Linked DNA regions of Mus musculus: region 1 is linked to region 2. A link is a contact called in public HiChIP or PLAC-seq data. All regions are on one chromosome and are shown on one strand. Each heading gives the region's core, a stretch centred on a gene start, on an enhancer-like site or on the middle of the called end of the contact. The rest is flanking DNA. Distances are from core to core; before and after follow the strand shown.

What was found. HiChIP or PLAC-seq counts read pairs in DNA pulled down with a chosen protein or histone mark.
Region 1: a contact with region 2 is called in an H3K4me3 HiChIP or PLAC-seq map of embryonic forebrain, with 2.2 times the contacts expected there. The contact joins the enhancer-like site here to the promoter of Foxd1 in region 2. A contact is called at or near these places in 4 of 39 promoter capture datasets (the 3T3-L1 cell line, the C10 cell line, cranial neural crest and 1 more) and 4 of 115 datasets of contacts at active chromatin or transcription factors (embryonic forebrain, embryonic stem cells, forebrain and 1 more).

What each region holds. Positions count from the first base shown.
Region 1 is chr13:98,677,845-98,684,175 of GRCm38.p6, reverse strand. No RefSeq gene overlaps it. Among named protein-coding and RNA genes, the nearest start is that of Tmem171, 14 kb to the left of the region's middle. Within about 2 kb of position 4,740, at least 71 of the 459 cell types and tissues checked have an H3K27ac peak or open chromatin away from gene starts, as enhancers often do. A contact at or near this core is called in pancreatic cancer cells, where this site is marked.
Region 2 is chr13:98,349,932-98,356,163 of GRCm38.p6, reverse strand. Foxd1 (forkhead box D1) reads right to left here and starts at 1,919. Exons shown (of 1, transcript NM_008242.2): 1 at 1-1,919. The coding sequence starts at 1,544. The coding sequence ends at 174.

The DNA of each region.
Region 1 (6,331 bases), core at 3,491-5,990, 330 kb before region 2:
CCGACAGCCCAGGGGCAGGGTGCTCCCCAGAGGCTCCTCCCGACAGCCCAGGGGCAGGGTGCTCCCCAGAGGCTCCTCCCTACATAATCCTGCCATTCTGATTACCTACCCATCTGTCTACCCTTTACCCTCCTGGCTCTTCCTTCCCCACGCCCAGACCCCACAGACTGGCTCAGCCTCATCTTCACTCTGGACTTTCCCCAGTGTCCCTGCCTCTGACTATTATCTCCCTTTTATCCACAATAAGCCTTTACCTCCTCCATACCTAGGAGCAGCCCCATCCTTCCTGTTTTATTTCTGTTTTTCATTCATCAGAAGGAACCATCTTGTGGTAGTGGTGACGATGACGATGATGATGATGGTGGTGGTGACGATGATGATGGTGGTGGTGGTGATGGTGATGGTGATGATTTATTTCTGGTGCTATGGATTGAACCCTGTGTCTGGTACATGGTATGAAAGTGCTCTATGAATCACATGCCAAGCCTAAGTGAGCCATTTTAAACTGAAAACTCATTAGCATTTAGTCCACGTCCCACACTCTATTCACCACTTCCTTCCCCTGCAACAAAGGCTCATGTTCATGAAGCAATCATTCCCTACTTCCCCTTCTATATCCTCACTCCCAGCTCCTCACAACTCCCTATCTGCTTTCTGCCACTCTGGATTTATCAGCTTTGGATATTTCATACAAGTAGAATCATACAATACAACCTTTCATGCTGGACTTCTTTCATTTAGAACCTTTTGAGGGTCATCCATGTGATAGCATATATCACCACTTCATTCCTTTTTTATGGTCAAGTAATATTTCACCGTATAGATATACCACAGTATATCTATCCATTTATCTGCTGACATACCACTTCATCCTACTACTAGCAAGGTATGAGAGTCCAAGGTTTTCTATATCCTCACCAACACTTGTTTTCCTTTTTAAAAAATAGACGGTAACTTTCCAACCTGACTGTTGCAGTGAGTTTTGGCTGCACCGCTTTGCGTTCCTGGCTGGTTGCACATGTACACCCGCCCAGAAACTATCTGGAATCCATGAATGGAAAACACACACACACACACACACACACACACACACACACGGCAGTTAATTTTAAAATACCTTGGCTACCTCAAAGGTTGGTGTTCAAGAACACATAGAAAAGTACTCATCCCTTTGAACAGACTCATTCTAGCTCCTAACCTTCCCCTGCCATTGTAGGTCCAATGGTCATTTCCCTGAAAACTCACATGGCTAGTTGGCTTTATCTCCTGCCACTACTGCATCGGCTTCTGCCCGAGTCTCCCAATTCTCCCTGTATCTTACCCATGAAGCTCTCAGTGTCCCACCCCATGCCCACCCATTGGCCACTGACATCTTTATTGATAGATCAAAAGCCAATTGGGGACCAGGACCTTCAGCATCTGGATGCACAGGTTCAAAGCATTAGCACCAATCTTCAACACATGACACACAGCAGTAACACATGAACGCAGTAGTAACACCTGACACACAGTAACACATGACACACAGTAGTCTTTCACGGTAGCTTTGATTGGCATTTCCCTAATTGAGGAATGTGATGTCTGATTTCAGTTGTCAACTTGGCAGGATCAGGAGTCACCTGGGAAGGGAGTCTCAATAGTGGCTTATCTAGGTTAGCTTGGCCTGTGGGCATGTCTGTTCGGTTAGAAAACTCACCCTGATTATGCATAGTATCAGTTCCTGGACTGGGCTATGAATGGAATGAAAAGGAGAGTAAACTGAGCTCTGGGCACTGGCTCTGTGCTGACTGGAGATGACCAGCATTTACTGCCTCCTGGGCTTGAGGGAGTCTTGCTCCACAGTAACAGAGTGCAACTGAGCCAGGCAAGGTGTGGTGGGGTAGGAATATCTGCAAAGAGACCCCAGAAGGCCATTGTGTGAAGCTCTGAGGTGAAGCCTGTGTAGATAGGGACTCCAGGATGTCAGGGGTGCCAGTGGCATGGCACATCTGCTGAAGAGCCCAAGAGAGGCTGTGTGCTGCAGGCCACAGAGCTGGAGGGGAGGGATGTACCAGGGACATTTTAGAGCTAGAATGAGTCTGTTCAAAGGGATGAGTACTTTTCTATGTGTTCTTGAACACCAAGCATTGCTAGCCGCACACGCTCACTCTGTTCTACGGTTTGCCTTCCAAACTCCAGCAGGAGTTTACTTCAGTAAGTCATGGGTTAATGGCATTAGGAGGTAAAGACTTGGGCTGGCAAGATGGATCAATGGGTAAAGGGGGTTTGCAGCTGGGTTAGGACCTGAATCCAATCCCCTGATCTACATGGTAGAGGTAGAAAGCCAGCCCCTAGGGGCTGTCCTCCGACTTCCACTCACATGCAGGAGAGAACCTGTGCAAACCTGTCAATCAATCAATCAATCAATCAATAAATGTGCGTGTGTGATATTTATATATTTATTTCAGAGTAGAAACTTACTCTAACTTCACAATGTGTGGAGGAGCAGGCCATCGGGATGGATTCCCCATGATTGGATTTTGGTGGCTTTCTTAGAGGGACACAGAACAAAACTAGACACACAGAGAAAGGCAACCCCGGTCATGATGAAATCAGCAGGGGCCCTCACTAGAGCCTGTGCTATGCTTAGTCTCCCAGACTGTGAGCTAAATGAACTTCTTTTCCTTTTAAGGTAGCCTGCCTCTGGGATTCTGTTATAGAGTGAAAACTGACTGACACACAGATCTTACTCCAGACTCTGTGCTTATGATGCTGGGAGGTCACATTACAAAAAAATTACAACGAGGTCTGAAAATTCAGGTGGGGTGACCCTCTCATGGTGGAAAGTGTCACCATGCTGCCTCTGTAGAAACCTCTTGTGAGGTCCTTGCCTTAACCTGGGACTGCTGAAGTGGACCCCCAGGCCACCAAGCCTGCTGAAGTCAAAATAAGTTTTATGTAGTAATTCTTTTTGGTATTTCAACACCTGAGTGAGGAAGAAGGGGAGAAGCCAGGGGAAGCAGGAGCTCAGAGGGTGAGGGAGGGCCAGGCAAGTACACGCTCAGTCTCTACTCTGGCATTTGGAGTGGGGTGGTGAGAGGGTCCAGAAGTGCTGTGGTGGCCCCTTGATGTCCCCCTGTGGGTGTGACCTAGCTGTGTGGTTGTAGTACAGGGGGCTCAGGCCATGGGGACCTCTCTCCTCTGAGGCGACTGTCATTCTAGAGTGGACCTCAGACAGGGAGAACAGGAGTCAGAGTTCTCTTCGCACTAAAGCAGAAGCAGCCTGCACAGTTGTGTCGCCAGCTTCCAGGAAGACAAGAGCCACCTGGAGTAGCTGCTGGATGTGCAGAGTCCCTCTATCCAGTGAGTGCAAGCCATGCTTGTCAGCTAAGACATGCTGGAGACAGAGCTTCTTAGGAGCAGCAGAGACCACAAACATCTGGAGAACCTCCTCCTGCTTCCCCGACTTCTGAGGAGTCCTGCTTACACTTCCCAGATGTTGGTATTCTGTCTGGACTTCACCCCCACAGATACCTGGCAGTAGCCAGGTATGCTCCTCCCCACAGTTACCTGGCAACAGCCAGGTAGGCCTGACCCACTATAAAAGGGGTTGCTTGTCCCCCCACTCTTGCCTCTCTTTTGCCCCTTGTCCCCTTGCTCCCCCTCTCTCCCCATTCCCCCCCCACCCCCATGGCCATGGCCGGCCTCTACTTCTCTACTCTCTCCTTCTCTCTGCCTTTCTCTGTCTCTACTACTCTCTTAACTTCCTTCCCCATGCTGTGAATAAACTCTATTCTATACTATACTGGTCTCTCAGGGGGAAGGGATACCTTGGCATGGGCCCTCCGAGGCACCCCCTTCCCCCCACCCCACCAGAACATATCTCAATAGTTCTTTCTCTTTTTATGATCACAACACCAGCTGGTACTGAGGAACCTTGAGGGGAGGTCTGTGGGGTCAGAGCTAGTCCCTAGTGTTGTTGCAGGTGTCTCACTCTCCTTGTTTCAGCCTCCCAGGTAGGAAATCCTGGGCTCCTCTAGATGTGGTTTCGTCTCTCTGTGTCTCTTATGAGGCCAAGAGCTGGTCCAGCGGGCTTGTCAGGGCAGAGATGGAGAACACCACTGGATTCAAATGAAAACAGCTTAAGGTTGCCCAAGTAGGACTCACCATGGAAAGGTCCCAGGCAGGGTTTCTTCTGGCCAGTCCCTGCCAACCCCTGGTGAATCAGGGAGATGAGTTTTCCCAAGAAACTGGGCTGGGCTTTGCTAGCTACGCCCTGATTCTGGCCTCCCATACAGGGGCAGCGAGCAGGGTGAAGTCATGAAGCACAGTGTGGAGGCGGTGGGCAGGAAGAGGTGAGCTGACTTCGAGGGGAACCATGCATGGTTGCCTAGAAGCCCTCCTGGGATTGATCTTGCATACTTGACATTCCTGGAGTATCAAGCATGCTGCCACCAGCCCAGAGTCCCCTGGGAGGAGCAATGTGGAGGAAGAGAATGGAGGAAGGATGAAGCTTTTCCTAATTAGGAATGCTTACACACACACACACACTCTCTCTCTCTCTCTCTGTGTGTGTGTGTGTGTGTGTGTGTGTGTGAGAGAGAGAGAGAGAGAGAGAGAGAGAGAGAGAGAGAGAGAGAGAGAGAGATTGATTTTCTGGCTAGATGCAACTTGAGTGGTTTGGCTCTTTACTGTGATCTCCAGCCCACACCAGAGCTTGCCACCCAGGCTGAGGTGGGGCCACCCATAGCATGTGGTGTGGGAGTGTTACTATGACCCCTAGGAGGAAGGTGACAGACAAAACACTGGGCTGGTCCTAAGTACTGGACTGTGGGAGGCTTAGAAATCCATGATGGCGGATGAGCTCCCTCAGCTGCCCTGTGCCATGCCAACATACTCACAGGACAGTTCCTTAAGGGCTTTGAACTTACCACCTAGTCTGCCTACAGGCATCAGCTGAGGCATGTAGCATATTAGGGGTTTTCGCCAAGGGGGAGGGTGTCTCTTTTCTGGAGAAACAGGTGAGGGACCAGGATGGTGTCTAGGGTTTTCCCAGGCCAGACTGTGCATGGCTGATTCTCTCTCAAACTTAGCATCTTCCTGCATCTTCAGACCCTGCCCAGGCAGTAGGGCTTTCCTTCAGGAGCTGCTGTGGTGAAGGGCTCTTCAGTCAGGCCCAAGGGTGCTAAGTCACCTTGCGGGAGTCTGTTTCTTACGCCTGAAGTCTCCTTTCCCCCTTTGAGTCTGAGGACAGTAGAGTTGCAGGGACCATCCTGCTGCTGTAGTGGCCCTTGCTGTCCAGGGATTTTGACCCAGGCAGCCTCCTCTCATGGCATGAACACTCTGCTGAGATGCAGCCTGCTTCCATGGTATGGACATGCTGCTCTGAGGTGCTACAAAGCCTCTTGTTGAGCTCTGTGCGTTTCCCTCCTGTGCTGGGATGGTCCAGGCATGTAGTTTCGATCACAGCTTCCTGAATCACTCGGAGACCAGGTCCTCACTGCTCTGCAAGTCGTAAGTTTGTGTGAGCAGACAATCACACCTCTCCCATCAGGCATCATCTGTGTGCGGCACCGCTTGGTCTTGGAAAGGAAGGAGGATCACAGCCCAGGTTTGTAAGAGGCTCCCTCATCTCTTTCCAGAGCAGGTTACTGACTTTAGGAAACTTTCTCTCTGGAATCCTGTCAGGCTGGACGGAGCTAGAACACAGTGAGGGGGAACGTGGACATCGTGGCCTCAAAGGCAAGTTTCAGGTTCAGTGTGAGGCTTAAGACAAGCCTGCCAAGGACACCTTTGTTCCTGGGCAGGTCCTTTGGAGTCCCTGGCCTGGGAAGAGAGTTCTTTGCTATACTAGTAACACCCTCTGGAAATGTCTCGAGCACCCACTGCTGGTGGGAAAAACCAGGAGCCAGAATCCACTATGATCCCAGCCTGTGGCCCCTCCTGCAGGACAGAAGCGATGGCCGGTGGCTGTGGAGGACGGTGTGAGAAGGAAAACCTTCTGGAAAGCTGTAGTTAGCTGAGAGATGCTCAGTGACAGATAGTCAAAGATGGATTCACAAGGGTCCTGGCCAGGCTGCCCACAGAGAAGCAGGGAAGGTCGGTGGGTAGAGCCCTTCCCTTCATTGGGGTTTCTCTGTGCTTTGTGGGGATGCGCTTGTTGCAGGGAAATAATTAAAAAAATAACTGGACTGGCAGGCTTCCAGCACAACCGCCAGCAACCAGTGGACCACGTGGCTCTGGCCGGGTGATCTCAACTCAGGGGTCTTTCTGGCCGGTGCTCCCAAGTTCCTAGGCGAATTGTTGCCACGCCAGCCCCACCACAATGATCATCCACCCATCAACCCAGTAG
Region 2 (6,232 bases), core at 670-3,169:
ACTGCGCGGCGCCCCAGCTGTCGCCCAACACAGTCTGGTCCAAGAATCCGAAGCGGCGAAAATGGGGGGCGCGGGGTCTCCGAGGACCGGGAGGGGCGAACGAAACCAACCCCCCCATCCGGAGAAAGAAGCCGGGAGTCCTACCTTCGCTCTCCCGCGCGCTAACGACGTTCCTAACAATTGGAAATCCTAGCAGTAAAGTTCTCCACACTGGACAGCGCTGTCCCTTGGTGCAGAGTCCCCAGCGCGGCGGACGAGGACACGGAGGAGGCGGCGGCCGCGGCGGCGACCACGAGCGAGCGGGTGAGCGCGACGGCGGGACCAGCAGCCGCCTGTACTGCGCAACCCCCGCCCCCGGGTCCCGGGGCGGTCCCGCTGGCGGCCCCGGACGAGACGTGCGCCCCGGCGGCCGCGGGACCCCGAGTGCGCCCGATGAGGCTCTCGATGGAGAAGGGCGAGCGTGCGAGCGCTGCGGCGCCCGGGCCTCCCGCCTTGACTGCGGCCGCCTGCAAAGGGCCGGGCAGGGCGGCAGCCAGCGCGTGTGACCGGTAGCCGAAGGCGGTCCGCGCCAGCTCGGCGGCCGCACCGGGAGGCGGCGGCGGAGGAGGAGGAGGCGGCGGGGGCGAGTGCGGATGGAAGGCGGCGGCGGCTGCCGCGGCGGCGGCAGCGAAGAGCGCGGAGGGCGGCGCGCAGGGTGGCAGCTGCAGGCCGTAGGCGCAGCCGTAGGCTCCGTAGCCGCAGGCGGGCGGTGGCGGCGGCGGCGGGAAAAGCGCGGCGCCCGGGTCCCCTGCGCCCGCCGCCGGCCCCGCACCGCGCAGCAGCAGCGCCTCGGCCGCCGCGTGGGGAGCGAGTAGCGGCTGGCGCTTGAAGCGCTTGCGGCGCCGCAGGAAGCTGCCGTTGTCGAACATATCTGCGGACTCCGGGTCGAGCGTCCAGTAGTTGCCCTTGCCCGGGTTGCCCGGTTCGCGCGGGATCTTGACGAAGCAGTCGTTGAGCGACAGGTTGTGACGGATGCTGTTCTGCCAAGCGGGGAACTTCTCCCGGTAGTAAGGGAAGCGGCTGCTGATGAACTCGCAGATCTCGCTGAGCGTCAGGCGCTTCTTGGGGCTCTGCAGGATGGCCATGGTGATGAGCGCGATGTACGAGTAGGGCGGCTTCACCAGCGGATTCTTAGCGCCCCCGCCCGTGCCCGCGCCCGTACCACCTCCCGCGCCGCCTCCCGCTCCGGCGCCGCTGCAGCCGCCCGACCCGGTCCCCGGGGCGGGCGCAGGACCCGGAGGCGCGGGGGACGCGGCGGGCCGGGAGGCCAGCAGCAGGTCATCGTCGTCCTCCTCCTCCAGGTCCTCGAGATCGTCCTCCCCGGCGTAAGAGCGCCTCCGCCGCTGGGCCGAGCTCGGCAACCGGGACCCGCCGCCGCCGCGGCCGCCGCCGCCCTCGTCGTCATCGTCCTCCTCCTCCTCGTCGTCCTCGCCCTCCCCCACCACGTCGATGTCTGTCTCCTCCGCGAGGCCGGAGGCATCGGACATCTCCGTGCTCAGGGTCATAGCTGGGGCGGCGCGGTGGCGCGGCGGCACATAGGGGCACCGGGCTCCCGGCTCCCTGGCCTCCCCAGGCCGATCCCGGAGCGGCGGACCCGGAGCGAGGACGCCACTCTGCGACGCGCGGCTGCAGGAGGTGGCTGGGGCCGCTCCGCTCCGCTACTTGGCGAGCAGGGCTGTGCGAGGTGTTTGCGCTCCCCGGCTCGGCGGGCACCGGGTGGCGGGCGCTCTAGACTTGACCTTTTCCACTGTGGTCCCTTTAGCCCGGTTAGTCCAGGAGGGGGTGGCTGGACCCTGGCGGGCCAGTCGGTGTCGGGCGCCCAGAAGGGCGCGGGAGGAGTGAGAATCTAGAAACGGAGCTCGGCAAGGCCAGGGCTGAGTCCAGAAGAGGGCGGACCTTGTCTGTGCTTATAGCAGAAGGGGGCCTGTCACATGGTGTGCACGTCAGAGCGCGGCCCAGGGAAGGAAAAGAAAGGCGAGGGAATCGGCGTGTAGGAAGAGAAAGTTCACCCGCAGGAGGGGCAGCAGCAAGAGTTGGAGACTGAAGCCCACTATTTCTTGCCAAGATATTGGCTATCCTGAATCCCACCCTAGCCAGCCGCGAGCCGACCCGAGAGCTACAGGAGTTCAAACCCCCAGCCTTATTCTCCCGGATTAGCCCTCAACCCTAATCTCAAGCGCTCCGGGGACGCTTCGATTGGACAACCCAGTGGCCTGTAGGAGTCATCCCACTGGGGACAACTGCTCTATGTGTGAGGTGCTCACTGGAATATTGAGCGAGGGAGTCTGGTAGGGTGTCCCAGCTCTCTGGACTGGGCCAGTCTCCGCCTGTGGAATCTGATGAAAAATCCCCCATTTTGAGCACGGTAATAATTGTTTATTGACCCTTTAACCCTTTCCCTTCGGTTCTTCTCCAAAGACGTTTGTTTTCCGCCATCTGTTAATAAAAATGCGGTTAGGCTGGCGTTTTGGTCATTTATCTGCAATTGAATGCCCTAGAGACTTGACAGCTAAACTAAGCCACTCTAATGAGAGCATCTCACAAATTCCATGGGAATAGAGCAAGCAATGGTTGAATGAGGAAAAGAAATAGAAAATTGTAATGAAAACCCAAACACACACAGAAATTACACATAGCAGCAACTCAAACACTGTTGAGATGTTAGGAAAAAGAGCGCTATACTTTTCAATAAAAGGTATTTCTAAAGGAGCATTTCACACTACTTTCTAAATACTGGAATTATTATAACTTACACACAGTGTTGTTCCGGAAGGATTGATAGTAGAAAGGACAGTAGCAAAGATGAACTTTGAGATCAATTTTTTATTTTGGAAAATACATTAAATGCTTTTTATACTCTTTTTTTTAAAAAAAAACCCGACTTTTAAATTTTAAATGCAGGATGCAACTCCACTCGATTCATTTTTCTTCCAAGTGGCAAGCTAATAGGGATGATTAAAGTATTATTCTGTTTTAAGGTCACCTGTGTTTACCACCAGCTAAATGTTTTGTTCTGGCTGGCGGGAAATCCGAATAATTGTGTAATCCGAATTCATTTTGATAGCCTAGCTTTCTGGATGTTTGCCTTTTCTGAGATGTTTCGATTTCAAATAGGGAACTTTGCCTTACCAGTTTAACTTTCTGGTTAAAATCGCCATTTGCCAAGAACTGAATAAAAATTCAATGGCTTTCTCTAGGAACAATCTCAAATGCTCTGTGTGTCATTGTATCAACCAAGTGTTTCTTACTTCCTGAAGTGACTTGTTCTAACTGGTATTCATCACAAAAATAAGCTGTTGCCCCATCTAATACTTCTTTTCAAATCAGATTTCGTTTTCTCCAATGGGTAACCACCAGTTCCACTTGTAAATGGTCTGTAAAGTCTACTAGAGATCTTTAAAAGATCTATGAGAATGCCTTGCGATCTGAACGCGTTGATTTTCATTGCCTCTCATTTGATGTATGACTGGACCATCTAATTATTGTAATGGGCTCTGATTAACCTGCGCCAACATTAATCAGGCAGCGAATGCTTTGTTGATGCAGACAGGCGTCCTAACCAAGGAGTCCACTTTTACATCAAAAGTTTAAGTTTTATTAGTGCTTGCCCGATATCTAAATAAACACTATGGTTTTCGCAGTGCTGAGGGCTGCTGCGTACAAACGTATTTGAAGATGGAATACAAGAAGAATTGTTCGCAGGTTATTAGTAACGTTAGAGGAAAATCTCTCTGCTCAAGATTTGCAATTTGTCTGTCCTAGAAGGGTCTGGGAGTTGAGAGCTTATGTTCCGTTTGCAATATCGCCCCCAAAGGGTTAAAGGGCTGTTTCCTGGAAATGTTTGGGGAAACGTGGTAAATTACCTTAAAGTCACTGGCGGGGGGCGAGGAATGTGGGGATTTGCTGGATTTGACAGACCACCTCAACACACTGGGATCAATGAAGGTACAGAACAGGTAACCAGAGATTTGAGTGAGCTTCACTAAAGCCATCTTTGGGCACTCCACCAGTTTTGTTTGCTTTAGTTAAGGTACCTATAGCCCCTTAGCTGTTCAGTCCAGAAATTTCCCAGCCTGGAAACCTTGCTGGGAATTCGTGCCTTGCTCATCCTCTTTCTGCCTTCCTGGTCCCTAGCTCTCAGAATCTCCTGACTCCCTGTCTTTTCTCCAAGGATGGAAAGTCCCCCATCCCATCCCATCCCATCCCATCCCATCCCATCCCATCCCATCCCATCCCATCCCCTCAAGCTAGTACAGGGGCCAGAAATCTTTCCCAGAGGTGGGCAGGACAGCCATTTGGAACCAAGAGCCATCCCCACTCCCATCCCCCACTCCTTGGCCTGAAAGCGCGCACCAAGAAAGCAGCTGGTGGTTATCCTTGCAATGTAGGAGCTCGGCAGAACTGCCCCCTGGTGGTAGTGTGGAGTCCTGCTGTCCCTTGGGTTGGCCTGGGCACCCGGTGCCACCGGTGCCACCGTGGTGGCTAGAAAATCCCCAGAGCAGAAAGTGTCTGGTAAGGCCCTAGATCTAGTAGTCTCCTCTGAGGGACAGGGACTGAGCCCGCACAACAGGCTTCTTCTCCTTGGGGTTCGAGTTAATCAGTTTTATTCTCACAGGCTGTTTGGGTCAGGGGCCTGAACCCCCCAGAGCTGAAGTCACAGGATTTGGCACCAGCTTTGGGAAGAAGGCTCTGCCTCAACTCCCTTCATCTTTGTCACAGGCCCAGAAAATTCCTTTGAGGAGAAACTTGGGTATGTAAACTCAGAAGACAAGAATCTAAATGTGCTGGCTGATTTTATGTCAACTTGATGTAAGCTAGAGACATTTTGGAAGAGGGAACCTCAGTTGAGAAATTGTCCCTACCAGATTGGCCTGTGGACACAGCCTATGACACATGTCTTCATTGATTGATGTGTGTGTTGTGGGGGTTGGGGGTGTGGTCCAGCGCACTGTGAGTGGTGCCATTAACTGAGCTGGTGGTCCTGGGTACTATAAGCAATCAGATAAGCGAGCTTGTTGAGCAAGCCAGGAAGCAGCACTCCTCCATGGCTTCTGCTTTTCTTTCTGCTGTGATTTCCTGCCTTCTGTGTCTGACTAAATTCATTCAGCATAATGTCTTTGAGTTTCATCATATGAGGTTTCATAGACAGGATGTTCTGAGGCTGAGAGATATTCCACGGTGCACATACACCCCATGTTCTGTCCACTCATTCATCTGCTGATGGATACTGGAGTTGGCTCTTCCCTTTCTGTCCATGCCTCTGCTCTGCACCTGGTAACACTCTGCATGTCGCAGACATCCAATGAACTTTGGGGCATATTCCATTCTCCACCTCCCTGTCATTCCTGAAATTCTCAGAGGAACCCCTCTGTGCCAACAGTGGACACTGCTGGCTTCTGCTTTATATACTAATGGAATGAATACTCACCTCTGTGGGTTTGAAAATTCAGCTTATTCAGTTTCGGGACCTGGAGACTCTTCACATCGTCTTCAGCAAAAGATAAGTTTAAGATTTCTCCAGATTCTTTTCCAGCAAATATCTGTGGACATTCGCCCAGTTCATCCCATTTTACACTGCTACGCCTCCTCTGCTCCTCAAGGGACCAGATGACCCTAACTTTGTCTCTTGGCCCTCTGAGGCCTCCATCCTCCTCCGTGGTGTAATAGCATACCTAACGCTGAGCTAATTCCAACCCACAGCAACCTGCCTGTGATGGCTGAGTGGGGCTGCCAGCTCTCACACAGGCAGTGAAGGGGCTGGGCCAGACCCACACCCACCTACTTCTTCAGGGCTGCATAGGATCTGAAAGTAAGTTCAAGGCAAGGCCAATTTCCACGGGAAAGTGGTCAGTACCTCTCGTGAGTGGATGCGTTTTAACCTGGAAAGTTCCATGCACTGAGCCTGGTTCTAATAGCCGGCCCTTCCGTGGGCTGGAGAAAGGGTGAGAGTTCTTTCTTCTTTCCGTGTCTTACTTAGTGGCCTCCAGGCCTCACCGGGTAGGTTTTGCTTGCTTAAGTGCTTCTTAAAACAAGCATTCCACAGCCTGAGCTGGACTCAGAAATCCTCAAGAATTCAGGATGTCAGCAAAGGTCTAAATCTGTGTCTTATAACTGTGAAATTTATTCACACTGATTCAGGAATTTTCACTACCCATAGTTAAGCCGGACGAGTTTTCCCTCCTCAGTCCACCAC